2 separate regions of the Mus musculus genome follow, and region 1 is linked to region 2. Evidence: chromatin contacts called from public promoter capture Hi-C data. All regions are on one chromosome and are shown on one strand. Each heading gives the region's core, a stretch centred on a gene start, on an enhancer-like site or on the middle of the called end of the contact. The rest is flanking DNA. Distances are from core to core; before and after follow the strand shown. Region 1 holds the start of Saal1 (serum amyloid A-like 1). Region 2 holds the start of Tph1 (tryptophan hydroxylase 1).

Region 1 (5,918 bases), core at 2,470-4,969, 43 kb after region 2:
AGTATAGGCACAGTGGCTTTGCTAATAAGCAAAGCAAGAGGAAAGGACTCTATATACTTACTCTTAATCGGGGACACGGGGATTTGGCCAGCACTCCCATGAATATGTCAGGAGCCTTAAATTCTTGGAGAAATAAAGCCACATCCTACAAACAAAAATGATTACCAAATTTGATGCTGAATCCTGTTCTGCAAACGGCACAGCTCAGACAACCCGAAAATTCTAATCTCATGCTGACTTCCTTTCCTCCACAAGGGAAATCTAAGGTCAGGAACTGTGCAAAATAGACAAAAGTGACAGAGGTGCCTTTGTGGTGCCTGGTCCACGACAGTGGAGTAATCCCATAAACCAATTGAAGCCAGACTGCGATGTCCCAGACAGCGGCCCCCCTTTATTCTGTACTGAACAGATTAGCCTAAATGGTCTCTTTTTCTGTCCAACTAGAATTCTCATTGACTTATTCAAAGACATTTGCTGACTGTCAGAAATGGGGGGGTGGGGGTGGGGTATGAGAAGTATGGGGAAAGAGTCAACTCCTAAATCTTACCCTGTTATAACTTAAAATTTGGGCTGGAGAGATGGCTCAGTGGATAAGAGCCCTGACTGCGCTTCCAGAGGTCATGAGTTCAATTCCCAGCAACCACATGGTGGTTCACAACCATCTGAAATGGGATCTGCTGCCCTCTCAGAGCATGCAGGTATACATGCAGATAGAGTACTCATACTTAAAATAAATATTTAAAAAAAAAAAAAAACTTCAAACTTAAACTTACAACTTAAAACTTAGATACATCCAATACAAGGAGTTAGATTTCCAAAATCCTTAATAGAAAAGGGGAAGGGGGTTGGTTTTGGTTTTGGTTTTGGTTTGTTGAGACAGGGTCTCTCTGTGTAGCTCTGGCTGTTCTGGAACTCACTCTATAGACCAGGCTGGCCTTGAACTCAGATATCCACCTACCTTCGCCTCTCAAGTGTGTATCACACCACCCGGCAACAAAACAAAATATCTGACTGCAGTGTGACTACAACAGCCTAAACTTCCTCCCTACAGATCTTGTTCCACCCATATCACCTAAAGAGGGCACACCAAACAGGTGACCCAAGAGTGCACATGGACCCCAAAGAGACGAATCTCACCTAGTAATGGAAGGCACAAAAACTAAATATACATGTGTCAGTAGCTCAGTATGAAATCATACTGCCTAGTGATGTCATAGCTGTCTTTTTTTTAATTAGATATTTTCTTTATTTATATTTCAAATGCTATCCCGAAAGTTCCCTATACCCTCCCACCCCCCACCCCCCGCCCTGCTCCCCTACCCACCACTCCCACTTCTTGGCCCTGGCATTCCCCTGTACTGGGGCATATAAAGTTTACAATACCAAGGGGTCTCTCTCGACTAGGCCATCCTCTGCTACATATGCAGCTAGAGACACGAGCTCTGGGGGTACTGGTTAGTTCATATTGTTGTTCCACCTATAGGGTTGCAGACCCCTTCAGCTCCTTGGGTGCTTTCTCTAGCTTCTCCATTGGGGGCCCTGTGGTCATAGCTGTCTTAGTTCACATCTATGTTAAATATACTATGATGTCCATAGGATGGAACTGTATATATGTTTAAAGTAATAGCTCCTGAGACTTCATACTCTGAACCACAAACTGGAGAGACTGCAATCACTGAATAGGCCTTTCCGCCAACAGTGGAGGAATGATCCTTTCTACTTATTTACTTATTTTATGTATATGAGTGTTCTATCTGCATGTATACCTCAAATCCCAGTAGAGATGGCTATGGGCCACCACGTGGTTGCTGGGGATTGAACTCAGGACCTCTGGGAGGGCAGATAGTCCTCCTAACCATGGAGCCATCTTTCCAGCCCCTTCATCACCTCCCCACTCTGAGTCTGTTCGGAATCTCACTTCCATCCGCATACCTCGTCCATGGACATATCCCAGACTCTGCAAATCTCATTCTCCATTTCTTCAGCAAGATCTGCCTGTTCTTCCTCATCAGCTGAGCCAGATGTGCCACTTTCAGGTGTGACAATCTTCAGAGACATAAAGGAAAAAAAAATCAGTTAAAATACTCATAGGTCTTCACTTAGATTAGATATTATCACTTAGAAGTCTCAATCTCTCAAAAGTATCTCCTCAGACAAAACAGTTTCTAAAACCTAAAGCCTTGTGACCAAGCCAACTCAGTCAGTCAACAGGTTCTCCAGGGCAGGAGTGAGGATTAAAAAGAAAAAAGACAGACAACATTGTAAGCATGACCCCCAGGCAGTTCTGAGGCTGCGGCAGGTTTATTTTTTCCCAATCTGCTTTTATATCCATTTTAATTACATGCAAATAATAAGGACAAGCGGCACAATAAACACAAATAGTCAAGGAACAAGCAAGGCAATAAACAAAGTCCCTCGATCACCCCTTTGATCACTGTTTCTAGGGGCTTATCAGGATGGCCAAGATATCTGAGCCTACTTCCCGGCCCCAGCCCAAAGTTATACTCATGCCTTCTTTGTTCTAGCCTAAAATTAGATTCCTGCCAGAACCAACTTCCTTGTCATGGCCCAGTATCAAATTCCTGCCAAGGGGTTCCAAAAGCTTTCCACAGTCTTAGATAGATCTACACATTAAACACTCTTCAAGTAAATACGGTCTGTGGGCACTGCAGCAGACAAATGAAAACAACAATATAACCCTTTTGGTTCCAAACGGTTTAGGATTAATGTAGGAAAGGCATGTAACCAGGCAATCACAACAGAAAGAGGCTGACTGTGCTGAACTGGTGAAAGAACTATGGGAGAAAAAATTAGGGACCAATGACCTACTCCTGGGAGAAGACACACATTTCTCTTAAAAGAAGAAATCTAAATCTATGGGAAGGTTAGGACTGTCCTGGGGAAATGAGGCAAGCATTCGGAGGTGACTACAAGTGCTCAGAAAGTATAAGACATGCTTGGAGATGGCCAACTGTCTACTGGTGATGGAACACAATGTACCGTAAAATGGCTGAAGAAGACACAACCAACCTTGGATCCCCAGTTAGGAAATAGAAAGTGTTCTCCTATGAGCAACAAGAACAACCTTTAAAAATAATAAAAAGGAAGGGTTTTTTTTTTTTTTTGGCAATGTAGAAAATGGCTTAGAGAAAACAGAAATTGGCGGTATGGACAGCAATGGGCAGAAAAACATCTATTGGCAGCCTCATTATAATCTCAACCTATACAAAATCTTGTTTACGATAATACTGATTATCTTGTTTTAATAGAAACTATGAAAGAAATGGAGGATCTGGGTTAAGGAGTCCCGTTTCCAGCATGGGATAAGCTCGCGTCTCGGAGATCAGGGTTGTCTGACTCCAAACTATGTATTCCACTAGAACAAGAGCCGACAAAACACGAATGGTAGGGTCTCGACTTCGTACGTGACAGTGGGGTTAGGAAGTAGAAGCCCAGTAAAGTACGTGCGCGGTGTGGTTCTGGCAAGTTAGTCCATCGGCACCCGCGAGCCTCCAGCATCCCGTCCACTCCCTGGGCACGGAGGGCGCCTGCGCGAGTCTCCGCACCTGGATGAGCCCGCTGAGGACGCCGAAGAGCCAGTGCTTGCTGTAGACCGTGCTCCCGATGCGGTCTCCCCCACCCAGGTCCTCTTCATCCTCCGAACCACAGGTAGGCGGCGGAGGAGACGGGTTTCGATCCATGCCGATGCGCGCCAACAGTACCGGAAGCCGCGGAGGAGGCGAGAGGACGCGCCAGAGAGCCCAAGGCACACGGCTCAGCTCCCACACAGCGCCCCCTGCCGTCAGGCTCCCGCGAGGTCCGGGAACCTGTAGGATCCATGGGGTCTTCTTCTCCACCCAGAGCTAGGAGTGAGCACAGAACACACACACACACACACACACACACACACACACACACACACACAGTAACTGCCATGTCCAGATATGTTAGCTATTCATTAGTGCTGATTTAAACCTTACATCAACTTCAATTTTAGCACGCACTTGTGGAGTTTTAATCTTTCTTTGATTTGATTCTTTGTTTGAGTCAGGGTCAAGCTATGTAGTCCAGGCCTGCTACTCGCCATCTTATGCCTCCACTTCCAGCAGCTAGAACTATAGGCAGGTGCCACGGTGCCCAGAAACTCTTGTTTGGTTGGTTTTTGTTTTTAATTCTTTTATCTGAGATTCATCCTAGTACACTGAAGTGTGCATACATGCTCTGCAAACTTACTTTTCTCTTAAAATCTCAGGTGCAGGAAGTTGAGTTAGCTGTGTCTCGTGTTTATGGAATCTTCTGAGTTATCACCCACTCAAGCGTCCCTGCTCCTTCTCTCACAGACTCACTTTTTATAACCAGAAAGTAGCTTTATTCATTTTTATTTTCTCTCCCCCCCCCATACCCCTTTCTGTTGACCTTGAATGAAAACACAGCTCAGTTCATGCTTCTCTAGTTACTCATAGGTAATCAACAGTCTTGTGTGATTTTCAACTATAACCTTAAAGACTTAGTTTAGTTAACCATGATGACTGCAAACCACCCAGCTTGGTGTTAAAGCCTTTCTACCCCAGGGGAAATGATTGCAGAATATGTCTTTTTTTTTCTGCAATTATTTTTTACAAAATGGGAGTGGCTGGCCCTTTTGAAGGGCTGAGATTATCTGCAGAGAGGCATCTAGAGTTGATGCTTTCTCAGTGGGAAGTGATTTTGCCATCAGCCTTTGTAAGTCGTATTTTACAGTGAGTCAGAACTTACTGATTTTTCTCTCGGGGAGGGCACAGGGGACTGAAAGCTGGGGCCTCACCTGTGCTTGGCAGTCATGCTTAGCACTGGGCCATAGCCCAGAATGCATTGGTTTTTATCTAGTTTTCAACTTCATAACTGAAACCATACACAGCGCTTTCTTGCTATCTCGTGTCATATTCCAATTCCATCTCTTCTTGTCTCTTTCTTTAAAAGAAAAGAAAAAGAAAAGAAAAGCAAGTGATGTCCCCTGCTAACCCACAGGCCCTCAACCCTCAGTGTGACTGCCCTGTGCTCTCAAAACAACAGTGACAGCGACAAAGTGCATTTCACAAGTATTTATTCAGCACATTGGGATGTTTAGGGATCCAGATTTTAGAAAATATCTCAACCCAGTAGTTGCTCCTCTTCTCGGGGGGCAGCATGACTGGGAACAACAGGAAGAGAAAACTCAGTATCTTTTAGGCAGGCCAGCAGGTCGGAAGTGGTTGGGGTCTTTGCCACTCCGGCCCCACTCATTGGCAAACTGGTCAGCTCTTGAGTCCTCTGCTCCATGTCCCGTGAACTTCTGAACAGCCTCTCTGGCATCGCTGTAATTAGGATGGACAAGAAGATTTTTAACCAAGCCCACAGGCAGTAGCTCCACCCTCAGGACTCTCTCCTCCTGGCTGTGAGGGGAGGGAGAGGCTGGTAGGACCCTGCCCAGGCTGTCAGCCTCACACTGGATGAGCAGCAGCAGCAGGAAGTGGGGGGGTCATCCACAAGCAATCACATGACCACCAACCCCTTCCAGTACTATGCACAGAAAAGAGGAAGATCGAGAGGTAACGGGTAGTATACACAGGTTGCAGAAGAGACAGCTCCTTCCTGGCTGTCCAAGGCAGTCAATCTCTGTTCACCCAGACCCGTGTTACCTGATGACTTTAGCAGCCCAGGCTCCCCCGGGACCCCTCCGGGCAGCATCATAGTTCCCCCGAGCATGGAAGTATTTGTCTGAGTTTTTCCAGTTAGCTTTCTTCATGTCAGAGTAGGCTCGCCACATGTCTCTAGACCCTGGAGAGGGAAGAGAGTGATGGCGGTGGTTGTGTTGAGGTAAAACAGAGGGCTACGACGTCTATCCAACTCATCCCAGCTTTTCCCAAAACCCACAGAAATGTTGCTAGCTTGAAATAAAT
Region 2 (5,815 bases), core at 1,839-4,338:
CTCTGACTCTCTCTCTCTCTTGTACAACCTCAAGCACTTCGAACAGTTTAACTATCAATTCCTAATGGCCTGAGGGAGGCAGGGTTCTCTCGTATTTTATTGAGACATGCAGAGAGACATTCACTCCCAATGACCACCTAGCTAATAAAGGATTTGTGTGTACACAAATCTGAAACTTGTGCTTGAGAGAGCACATGTGCACACACAAATACACCCACATAATAAATAAAAATAAAAATTGTAAGGAGGAACATTTTAAGGCTCATAAATGCACAGTAACCCACAGTGTCACTACATCAAACTGAAAACATTTGCAGGCCATATGCAATGAGGTTTTGACAACGGCAGCTGACATAATGGCAGAGTCCTTGCTAATATTTTAACTTTGTCACTTGAAAATATTAATATGTCATTAAATAATATCAATACTACATGGCTAGGCATTTTGTTAAGTGTAAAATGCTTTGTTTAGACTCCTCCAATCTCCTTCTCAGCTATTTGTGTCTATCTTTCCTGGGCTGTTTTCTTTCTTACCCATTTCTCAGAGCTGAACATATTTTTATTTCAGCTTTGTGAGTGTGTACCCGAGTGTTGGGCATGCACCACAGGTGTGCAGTGCCCAGAAGAGGAAATCAGATCCCCTCAAATCAGAATTAGAGGCAGTTGTGAGCTGCCTGGTGTGAGCGCTGGAATCTGAACCTGTGTCCTCTGCAAGAACCACAGGGGTTTTTAACCACTGAGCTATTTTTCCACTCTTCCTGAACAATATGTTAGCAAGTTAAGAGACTTCTATAGGCCGTCTCTGAGGAACTGGACTGACAGTACCTTACATTTTAAATAGAACTTCAGAGACCCATTTTTAGATGGACTTTGTGGGAAATCCATACCTGGAAGATTTTCAGCACTTTTATGAGTCCTCCGACTTCATTCTCCAAGGAGAAGATGAGAGTCACTCTCCCTCTTTCGGAGGAATGGTCTTTGTTCTCTTTGTTCTCCTTGTTGTCTTCAATCATGGTGAATCTGAAGTGTGAAAGTTCAGATAAATGAGTGCTAAGCACAGAACTGGCCAGCAGGGGGCAGAAGCGGTGACTCCATCCACCTCCCGCTCCCATTCCTCTATCTGCAAAACCCACGTGTTAGACAGGCTTTTCCAGATGGAAGTGGGACAGAAGGTGAGACACTGCCTAGCATAGCCCCCAGAATGGCAAGAGAACCTCGTGTGTCTCTGCACTTCCCTTTCCTGTCCAGTCTGAACTTCACCCCCGAACTGAGATCTCACTGCCCATCAAATTCGGGTCATGAGTAGCTTCCCCACGTGCTTCACACACATCTTATACCCTAAGACGCTGTAAAGCCCCTTCAGAAAGGGGCCAGGCTTTTGTTTTCTTTGTAACTCAACTACAGCATACAGCTCTAAGGTGAGGCCATACGCTTCCTCTGGATCTTTGATGATGCACATCTTTCTGCTGTACTAAACACTTTCAGACTGGCCTAAAATCGGGTCCTTGTGCTGACAGCCACATTCCCACAACACCAGCAATGCTGCCTGTGGATCTGCCTAACCTTGGGGCATTCCTTCAACAACCCCATGATTTTCTCTGCTATTTCTCTCCCCCTTTAGCCTTCTATTTCCTCTTTGAGCCCCTTTCTAGCCAGGTAAGAAAAGGGTCACCCTTAAATGGAGAGGTTTACCCTCAAAGGCAGGGGTCACCCTCAAAGGCAGGAGATCACCCTCAAAGGCAGAAGATCACCCTGAAAGGTTAAGGAGTCACCCTCAAAAAAGAAGGAGTCACCCTCAAAGGAGGGGCAGGATCCTCACCTGAATAAAGATGTGGCAGTGTGCAGGATCCAGCACAGGAAATAAGACCGGCCAAGAAGAAGGCCATCTGTTTAGCAGCCTTGGCAGGGCATAGTGAAGGGTACGTGCACACCACCAACTCTTTCCTTAGCTTCATCACCAGTAAGAGAAGCTTCGAGGTCTCGTCTGGGAAGCACGGTGAGGTGTTTGAAAGTGGTGGGGGCAGAGTTTGAAGGTAGGATTGAAAGGTACAGTGAATGGTTTGGGAAGAATCCCCGGGGATAGTGGTTTTCTTTTCTAAATGGGATGTGGGAATGAAGTGGAGGTGAACTGTAAGCAGAAAGGCTTAAGCCCAAGGGAGACAAAGGAACCCTCCAGAAGTGCCAGGCAGAGGCTGCCTCCCTCCAAATGATCAGAAAGATCAAGGGCAGCAGCTACAACACATGGACATATGAACTCCAGTGACTGAGTCTGTGACCCTGGAACACTCGGTTAGGATCCCACCCTTGAGCCGGCCAGTGGTGGCATGTGTTTTTAATCCCAGCACTCAGGAGTCAGAGGCAGGTTGATCTCTGTGAGTTCGAGGCAGGCCTGGTCTACAGAGTGACGGCCAGTCTTCCATGGAGAAACCCTACCTTATAAAGGAAAAAGAATCCCACCCTTGCCATCCCACAGGCACAAGCTTCTGGGGCCTTGACCTCCACCTCCATTCCAAGACGGCTAGGGTGGACCATCAACCAAGTTCACTTAAAACCTCTGAAAATCAGATCATTACATTTAATCGGGGTTACTTTTACCTGGACTGTTAACTAGCCCTGAATCTCAAGGACCTATGCCTCTGTCAATTGTGACCTGGGATAGAGCTGCAGAGTGCAGATGTGGTGCTGAGAGAAAGGTCTAGCATCGAAGATTCCCTTCCTTTGATGGCGCTTAAGGGAAGGTTACCGTTATAGAGGAAGAAGAAAAGAGATATTACCCCTTGGATGGAAAAGAAAGAAGATTAATATGTTCTTGCTGGCAAGAAGTCACAGAGACACAGGGTTCCCAATAAAGCCGAAATCCAACGTGGGACAGAGTCTGCTCCTGGCACACAGGAGGTCCTCAAGAATAGGGTCTGCTATCCCCCAAGAAGCTCTAAAGGAACGAAGAGCAGAGCCCTGAGGGGTAGGACTTCACCTGGTTCCTACTAGAAGTTGATCCCGTCCTTGCTGGGAGTCTTCTGATCCGATGTCCCAGGGAGGGGCTATCCCACTCACCCACTCACCTCAGAGCCACTGGAGTTTAAAGAGTCACTTGAGGATGGGAGCTGACGCCTCTTATAGGAGAAGCGCATCGTCAGAACGGCCAATGGGCGCCGGGCGCACGGTTGAGGATATAGCAGTGCGGGAGGAGGGCGAGGAGGGGGCGGGAACAGCGCGGGTGTGGGCGGGAGCAGCTTGCCCTGACCTCTTAGTCGCTGTCTGCTGTCTGCTCTGCAACCCAGGCGCCGGTCTCATTCACAGCTATTCTCGTAGAGTTTTAATTAAGTTAATGTTGACGCATCCTCAGCCACAAAAAGTCTGAGTAAGATTAAACAATCCGTTTAGAACTTCCCTCCAAACCACCATCACACCTGCTATTGACACAATGACCTCCCGCGGGGCTTGGACCCAGTCTCTGGGATTAGAAACCAAAGCAGGACTTCCCCAGTCTCCAGCCTATCCCTGAGTTTCTGGGTTATCCTCCTGAGGCTGCCTCATCTTTCTCCTAGTGCAGAGCCTTATCCTTTAGGCAGAAGAACTACTGGACGTTTTAGAAGAGCTCACTACTCTTGTGATTAAAAAAGAAAAAGAAATGTACGATGCACGCAGATAACGATGCTGTGCCTGCTGAAATATCACTTTCCCTGCTATACGAACTCGGCTCAGAAGCCAAATAGCATTTATCTGTTGACGATCCGTTATTAGACGCTCTACTAAAGGACCAAAGCATGGTCCCTCTGTATCCTGGGGGACTAGTCTTAGGACACTTCTAGATGCCAGAGTCTGGGGGATGCTCCGGGCTGTTATAAAGAATGTATCATAGCATGCATATATCCTGTAGGCTTCATCTTTAGATTATTTGTCATACCCAATGCAATCTAACTGCTATGTACATATATATAAAATAGTGCTGCCTTGACTTAACAAGGAAAAAACTGCACAAGCAACCAATGCTGGCCTAGAACTCAACAATGCTCCTCTCTCTGCCTCTCCCTCTCCAGTGCTGAGATTCCAAGATAAGCCATCTGGTATGGCCGAACATCCGCTTTTCTGAGGTGTACATTTCTGAGTCTTGACAAGTTGATCCACTTGTCAAGTACGTAACCACTAAACACCAAACGATCAAATACAGGATATTCCCACCCTCCAAAGGTATTTGCTTGTCTCAGTCTTCTCCCCGACGGCCCCTGATTCCCAGGGACAGCCGCTGACCTGATTCTCTTTCTGTTATTTCACCTTTCCTGGAATGAGGGACATGGATGCTTCAGAGGCTGTGGGACTTTTGTGCCAGGCACACATCACAGTGCTTTTGAACTTCAGGTTTGCACAGGTTGTCAGTCCCTTGGCTGAATGTGCATGTATTGCAGGGTGCTATGTGAAGGTTCAGTCGGGGTCTTGCTTGCTCTGTAGCCCAGGCTGGCCTTGAACTCACACACAACCTCCCTGCCCACCCTTCCAATTTGAGATTATTGGCACCAACTTGTCCGATCTCAAATTGCAGGATGCCCATGATTTCAAACCCCCTTATAGTTTTTCCTTTTATCTTTAGAATAATTCGATGGATTTAAAAAATTGTGCTTGCATTATAGATCAGCAAACTGGGGCCCATAGCAAACAGCTCTACAGCCTCCTCCTGCATGGGTTAGTGAGAAGAAGACAGCAAAAGCATTCTGATTTGAGGTCCTGTGTTCTTGCTCAATACCATGAAAACAGAGGCCAGAGTGACTTGGGACCAAGCTGAAGTCAAGGCTGCCATTCCCAAGCTGGGTATCTACAAAGACATGAACTGCCCCACTTAAAAAAAAGAGATGAAGCCAATCCGTTTAATGAGCATTTGATGGAAAAGCTGATGTTGGGCCATGTTAGTGGGCTGAGAAAAGCTAGAAATGTCCCTGAGCCTCTCTGACCAGGCCTGTGAGCATATAGCTCCCACCCCCACTTCTCTGCCATGTATCTTTTTTCTATTATGTGTATTTAGCACACACATGATGATGCATATACAAAGGCCAGAGGACAACTTGCAGGAGTCAGTTTCTCGCTTTCTACCCTGTGAGTTCTGGAAAATCAAATCATCAGACTTGGCAGCAGGTACCCTCACCAGCTGAACCGTCTTGCCGGTTGGTTCTCTCTGCCAGGTTTCTTCTTCTTCTTCTTCTTCTTCTTCTTCTTCTTCTTCTTCTTCTTCTTCTTCTTCTTCTTCTTCTTCTTCTTCTTCTTCTTCTTCAATTTTTATTTTATTTTATGTGCATTGGTGTTTTGCCTGCATGTTTGTCTATGTGAGACTGTCACATCTTGGAGTTACAAACATTTTTGAGCTGCCATGTGTGTGCTGGAAGTTGAACCCTGGTCGTTTGGTAGAGCAGTCAGTTCCCCTAACCACTGAGCCATCTCTCTAGCCCCTCTGCCAAGTTTCTTATATGCCCCTTATTTAACCTCTCTAAATAGCAACATTGTGTCTAGAAGTCCATGTATTAAGGACTGTCAGGACATTTTTAAAGGAAGACACATAGGAGAATCCTACTATCTGGAGCCAGCTTTGCACTGACTTGCCTGTTATATGTAGGGCCCTCATTCTTACTCCCCACTCCTTCCTACATCCTTCACCACAAAGTACCTGTAAATACGTCATTACAGAGTTATCTATGTGATTATTTTTTCACTTAAATCTCCCACAGGAGAAACAATGGTTTGGATTTTTTTTTAATGCTAAATCTTCCCTGGCTAGCCCAGTGCCTGGCACAGAGGCATGCAGTTATGTCTCAATAACTATCTGTGA

The links. Capture Hi-C pulls out chosen DNA fragments and counts their contacts.
Region 1: a contact with region 2 is called in a promoter capture Hi-C map of pancreatic islet. The contact joins the promoter of Saal1 here to the promoter of Tph1 in region 2. A contact is called at or near these places in 1 of 39 promoter capture datasets (macrophages), 2 of 15 datasets of contacts at CTCF or cohesin (the G1E-ER4 cell line and the NIH/3T3 cell line), 9 of 484 Hi-C or Micro-C datasets (the G1E-ER4 cell line, the N1E-115 cell line, Sertoli cells and 4 more), 9 of 115 datasets of contacts at active chromatin or transcription factors (the 230-238 cell line, the SCID.adh cell line, T-cell acute lymphoblastic leukemia and 5 more) and 3 of 9 other capture datasets (adipose tissue, liver and pancreatic islet).

What each region holds. Positions count from the first base shown.
Region 1 is chr7:46,706,932-46,712,849 of GRCm38.p6, forward strand. It overlaps Saal1 (serum amyloid A-like 1), which reads right to left and starts at 3,720. Exons shown (of 12, transcript NM_030233.1): 1 at 3,567-3,720; 2 at 1,933-2,046; 3 at 62-145. The coding sequence starts at 3,701. It overlaps Saa3 (serum amyloid A 3), which reads right to left. Exons shown (of 4, transcript NM_011315.3): 3 at 5,658-5,796; 4 at 5,067-5,333. The coding sequence ends at 5,195.
Region 2 is chr7:46,664,289-46,670,103 of GRCm38.p6, forward strand. It overlaps Tph1 (tryptophan hydroxylase 1), which reads right to left and starts at 3,089. Exons shown (of 11, transcript NM_001136084.2): 1 at 2,975-3,089; 2 at 888-1,020. The coding sequence starts at 1,013.